2 separate regions of the Ovis canadensis genome follow, and region 1 is linked to region 2. A link is a contact called in public Hi-C data. All regions are on one chromosome and are shown on one strand. The core of a region is the stretch at or near the end of the contact, and the rest is flanking DNA. Distances in the headings are between cores, read along the strand shown. Region 1 holds the start of MAP3K20 (mitogen-activated protein kinase kinase kinase 20). Region 2 overlaps MAP3K20 (mitogen-activated protein kinase kinase kinase 20).

Region 1 (2,700 bases), core at 97-2,596, 110 kb before region 2:
AGATGGTATGGGGCAGGAGGTGGGAGGGGGGTTCAGGGTTTGGAACACTATACACCCGTGGCGGATTCATGTTGATGTATGGCAAAACCAATACAATATCGTAAAGTGAAAAAATAAAATAAAATAAAAAATAAAATAAAATTTGAACAACAACAAAAAAAGAGCACTGGAGTGGGTTGCCATTGCCCTCTCCACACTCCATACCTAGGTCTGTGCTAAAGAGCCTTAGTTTTCCCTTTAATGGTTAGATGGTTTATGGAATTCTTTGATTACCTATACCAGAGTTTTGTTTTTCATTTTTAGCATGACAGTTTTCACTAATCCTAATTTTCAGTTCCCCAAATAGAATCAATCTATCAATGCTAAAATTTCCAGTTCTTAATCAAAGGGAAAATTCAAATAATTAATCTGAATCACAGACTAGAAAGTGGGTTTTTTTTTTCACTCATATCTCCTCTTTGGTATTTTTAACTATATGAATGGTTTAGAAATTTTGTATTTCCCTCCCGACCACTTTTCTGAATCGGTTTCCCGTTTCAACTGTGGCATCTCTACTGGTTTTTCCTCCCATGACCTCAAACTCAACAGAAAGCCAGCTCCTAGTCTGCTTATCTCTATTTTTGTCAATGACACCATCATTCTTCCAGTCACCCAGGTCTGAAATCTTGGCATCATCTCTGACTTTTTCTTCTTTTCACTTCTAGTGGATCACCAGTTCTTGTGGCTTCTTCCTGAAACATGTCTCTCAAGTCCGTTTCTTCTTTTCTAATTCTATTCTGTATGCGCCAAGTCCTGATAACCTCATAACCAGGTGGTCACCATATGCTGCTTCCTGGTTTTGCCCTAGCAACCCATCCTGCATCTACTGTGGACTGCTAGAAATCACCATTAAAAAAAAAAAAACAACCCACAAAAGCTATTTCATTCCTTGGAGTCTTAACTTTCCCCAGTTCCTCTGTGTCCATAGATGATAAAACTCAAACTCAGTGAGCCCTGGATTGTGCTGCCCGTATCTTTGGAACCTAGTCTCCCGTTTGCTTCATAGAACCATCCTCCTCACTGATCGTAACTTCTCTCCCCTGTGCTGGTTTCCACCCTTTACTCACCCCTGGAATGCATTCTAGTTTCATCTGAAATCGGCTTCGCTAACGTCAGCAACCAGGGGAACAGACCAGGACCCCTCCTCAAAATTACGCAGGTTATCTACTGATAATTTCATTGAAGCAGCTTTCAGCCCTATCTCCCTAGAAATATCTGTACACGTCGGTCCTCTTCCCAAGTGGATAATTAACTTCTGGCCCGCACGAGGCAACCTCCCTCGTCTTTGTATCCCAGCGCTTTTTTCATAGTAAATGTTTATGGATAAGGATGGGTTGAGTGCAAAGATGTGAAGGCACAAAGGGGCGCAGAGACATACCCCCTCTCCCCGCGCCCCCACAGTATGGGGTGCCGTGTGAAGCCTGCGGCGGCCTGGCAGGGTTCCAGGGCGCGGGACGCAAGGTGCCCTAGGGGGCCAGCCCGGGAGCCGGAGCGCCCTCCCCCGCCTGGCTGTCTGGCGCGTCTGCGGGGCGGCCAGCCGGGCGTGCGTGCGGGACGCCTGCAGGGAGGCCCGGCGGTTCCGCGCTCGGAGGTAGGTGGTGCTGTTGCCGTGGCTGTCTTCCTCATTGGCGCGGGGCGGAGAGGCGGAATGTTCAACTCCTGACTCGGGCGGAAGCGTGGGAGCCGCGCCGCGGGCAGCCGTCCCCTCGAACCCCGGTGGCCGTCCCTGCCCTCGCCGCGCGCGGGGCCTCGGCGCCCCCGGCTCTTGCTCGCGCCCGGCCTGGGAGCCAGGTAAGGGGCCGGGCCGGAGGCCGCGGGGGAGAGGGTGGGGGGCAGGCCCATCGCGATCGCGACTCGTCCCGGCGTCGCGGGCCCAGGCCCTGCCGCGGTCGATCCGGAGCCGGCGTCCCGGGCTCCCGCGGCCTTGCGCAGCCGGGAGCGGCTCGGGAAGTTCGCGCGGATCCGACGCAGAAGTTGGCGCCCGGAAGAGCGGGGCGCAGCCGGGGCGTCTCCGGCCGTCTCGGCCAGCCGTGCGGCGCCTCCGGGTCGCCGCCTTCCCTCCCCGGACGCCAGAGCGCCGGCCTCGCCGGCGGTGACCCGAGCGTCTCTCGCGAGGCGAGGCGCGAGTCTCCCAAATCAGCGCAGGGTGCAGGCCGCTTCCCGGCGGAGGTGTTCGCGGGCGAGGAGAGCCCACTAACTTCTGCTTTCCTGCCAGCCGGCCCAGGAGCTCGCATCCCGCCCAGGGCGACCGCGCCAGCCCTGCGCCGTGAGCGTGGAGCCCGCGCCCTCCCGCACTTCGAGGGGCCCCCGAGCCTCCCGCGGGCGCCAGGGTGGCCCCTTTGCCGACCCGCTGGCGTCTCGGATTCCTGGGCCCGGGAAAGTGCACCAGGCCTGGGGGTAAAGGCTGAGGCGGCCGCCAAGCCGCGTTGGCTCCTGACAGCTTGCAGACAAACTTTAACACAAAACTGACCAGAGGACATCGAGTTGCTTACTGAACGGGGCAATCGTTGTTAGAGTGCTGAAAATGTTCGTTTCTGATGCGCCTCTGGGTCTTGCATAAGCACTGTTCATAGGGAAACTTAATTACTATTTTTCTTACTTTCTTTAATAATGAAAGCAACACCATTTAGCGTCCTATTCCAGAGATATTACAATAAGCAG
Region 2 (2,700 bases), core at 161-2,660:
ACTTGTATAAGTTCTGCTAGATTAATAAGTAATTCTCCTCCAACAGTTTATTATAAAAATTTTCAAACACGTGGAAAAGTTGAAAGAATTTTGCCGTGAGCACTGGTATACCTATCACCCACTGTGCATGCGTGCATGCTAAGCCGTTTCATTCGTGTCCGACTCTTTGCAACACTGTGGACTGTAGCCCACCAGGCTCCTCTGTCCATGGGGTTCTCCAGGCAAGAATACTGGAGTGGGTTGCCATGCCCTTCTCTAGGGGATCTTCCTGACCCAGGGATCAAACCCATGTCTCTATGTCTCCTGCATTGGCGGACATGTTCTTTACCGCCAGCACCACCTAGGAAGACCCCTATCACCCAGACCCTACCGTTAACTTTCACTATGCTTGCTTTATCACATAGATGACTTTTTAAAAGACTAAACTGTTTCCTTTCAGGAGTCTTTAAACATACCTCAAAGAGAACTAATTAGTTCTTACCTAACCTGGAAAAATACTGTAATCATTCCAACCTTAGACAACACAATAGAAAAATGACATCTGAGCCTATTATGAATAATTGATTGAAAATAAGTATGGTTCCTATGCAGTGCGACAGTTGTGAAAGAACAAAATCAGGATATTCCAGCATATCTTATTTTGTTATGGTGATTTGACCGTATTGCTATGCTTGTGGATTTTTTCTTAAAGATCTACTTTCCTAAGTCCCAACAAGTGATTATTTTTTTCTCCTTCAGAAACGGCCTTCTTTCAAGCAAATCATTTCAATCCTGGAGTCCATGTCACTCGATTCGAAGCTTTCTGACCAGTGTAACTCATTCCTGCACAACAAAGCAGAATGGAGGTAGGGGCCTCCCACCCCAGGTCACATCAGCTGGCTCCAGGGGGTTGTGGGCGACTGGCTTCGGACAGCACGAGCACCTGGGAACTGGGTGACAGTCCCAATCTCTTAGAAACTGGGGCTTTTTTGTGTTAAAAAAATTTGGAGATTGAATAAGCTCTCCCTCTCACATGTAAGCAAACAGTGTTCCTCTAAGCGTGTTGCTTTATCATATATCTAAGTATTTAGGAAGAATATTGAAGCAGTATCTTCTGAGACAAAAGGCGGTTAGCAGACACTCCTTCTGTGTACACTCCCTGTTAGGAAACGTTAGCCTCTGTGCAGTGAGAAATCAAAATACTGTCTGGTTGGAAATAGGCAGAGTACTTTTTCTGTTGATGGGAGGGGTAGGGAGACTGTAAAAACACTTTTAAAATAAAACTTTCAATGTTATAAATCCTATTACATTTTGTCAAATGTAAACAAGCTAAGTAATGAGAGAATTGTATTGTGTGAGGGGAAGAACTAAGCCAGAGATGAGACACTGGAGCCAGGTCACGTGATGTACAATATAAATAGCATGTTTGGGCTCTGACATTATTTCTCCCTGACTCAGCAGAGATTTAAGTAACTCACCCCTGCTCTTGATAGCTATGGGTAGTAACATGACGCCTCACGCCACCTGCCGATAGCAAATGAATACTACAGGCGCTCAAAAATGACGGAGTTGTTTAGTCCTGTGATTGCACATTTCTTTGGGCTTTCTGTTTGGTGTTTTACAATAACCTTCTTTACTTTTTATTCTTGGAGAATCTCTAGGACCGGTGAGTTAAAATGAATTTTTACTTAGTAATATAAAAGTAATACTGTTTGCTAGAGTCTAGGTATGAGGGACTTTGTTCTGGGCTCAAAAAATAAACAAAACATGTTAGTAATATTTGTTTCCTACAGTACACATCTAATCAGATCACTTCCCTTAAATCAGTATAAGGAGCTCCCATAACTCTAGGACAAAGGCCAAAGCACAAGATTCATGACACCCTCTGTGCTCTTGCTTTATCTTGAGTGTCATTCTACCCCTTAATTTTTGGCTTTGGTCCTTCAACATGTGTCGATTTCTCCCTCACACAGAATCCTTTCAAATGCAGTTTCTTCTGTATGAAATTCATCCCATTTCAGCAGCATACCAGCCCTGATGCCCAGACCCAACTTGGCTCTGATCATATTGTTTCAGATAGTGGCTGAAAACAGCTCTCCTTCAAGCAGGTGTGTCCTGACCCCAGAGCCACTGAGGTTCCGCTTTATGTGCCCTGAGAGCATCTCCTTCACACCCTGTGTTGAAGTTAATAAGCAGGTCTGCAGGCTGTTGTTTAATAATGGCGTGTGTCTTGCTGGCTAACATGTAAGAGGGTCAGATCATCTCTTCTGTTCATCGCTGTAACTGCAGTATCTAGAACCTGTCTTGAACACTGCGGTTGCTCAGCAAATACTTGGAGAAGGAAATGCCATAGTAGCAATAATATTGAAAGACGTCGCCATATTACACAGGAGGATAGAAACATGTCAGTTGATTTGTTTGCTTTGATAGATGTGCTCTTGTATTCGTTCATTCAGATATTCATTAAACCTTTGCGAAAAGTTCTTTAGGTGTGGGCTCTGGTGATGAACAGAACAGTAACAGTGCACTTGGGGTTTAATATTAGATTACTAAATACAGATATACAAATAACTTTCTCATTACTGTTTTGATAAATATTAGGACAGGACAGTCCTGGATGTCTGAGACTATAAAACCATGAAATCTGATCTAGTCTGAGGGTTTAATAAAGGGATTCCCTGAGGAACTGCTGTTTGATCTGTTAGCCAAAGGATTAGTAGG

The links. Hi-C and Micro-C count contacts between places; a contact is called where the count stands out from the background.
Region 1: a contact with region 2 is called in a Hi-C map of lung, with 4 times the contacts expected there. The contact joins the promoter of MAP3K20 here to the enhancer-like site in region 2. A contact is called at or near these places in 2 of 2 Hi-C or Micro-C datasets (fibroblasts and lung).

Annotation. Positions count from the first base shown.
Region 1 is chr2:142,175,514-142,178,213 of ARS-UI_OviCan_v2, reverse strand. It overlaps MAP3K20 (mitogen-activated protein kinase kinase kinase 20), which reads left to right and starts at 1,346. Exons shown (of 20, transcript XM_069577192.1): 1 at 1,346-1,630.
Region 2 is chr2:142,062,106-142,064,805 of ARS-UI_OviCan_v2, reverse strand. It overlaps MAP3K20 (mitogen-activated protein kinase kinase kinase 20), which reads left to right. Exons shown (of 20, transcript XM_069577192.1): 10 at 739-845. Among named protein-coding and RNA genes, the nearest start is that of TRNAE-CUC, 86 kb to the right of the region's middle. Within about 2 kb of position 1,410, the one cell type or tissue checked has open chromatin away from gene starts, as enhancers often do. A contact at or near this core is called in fibroblasts, where this site is marked.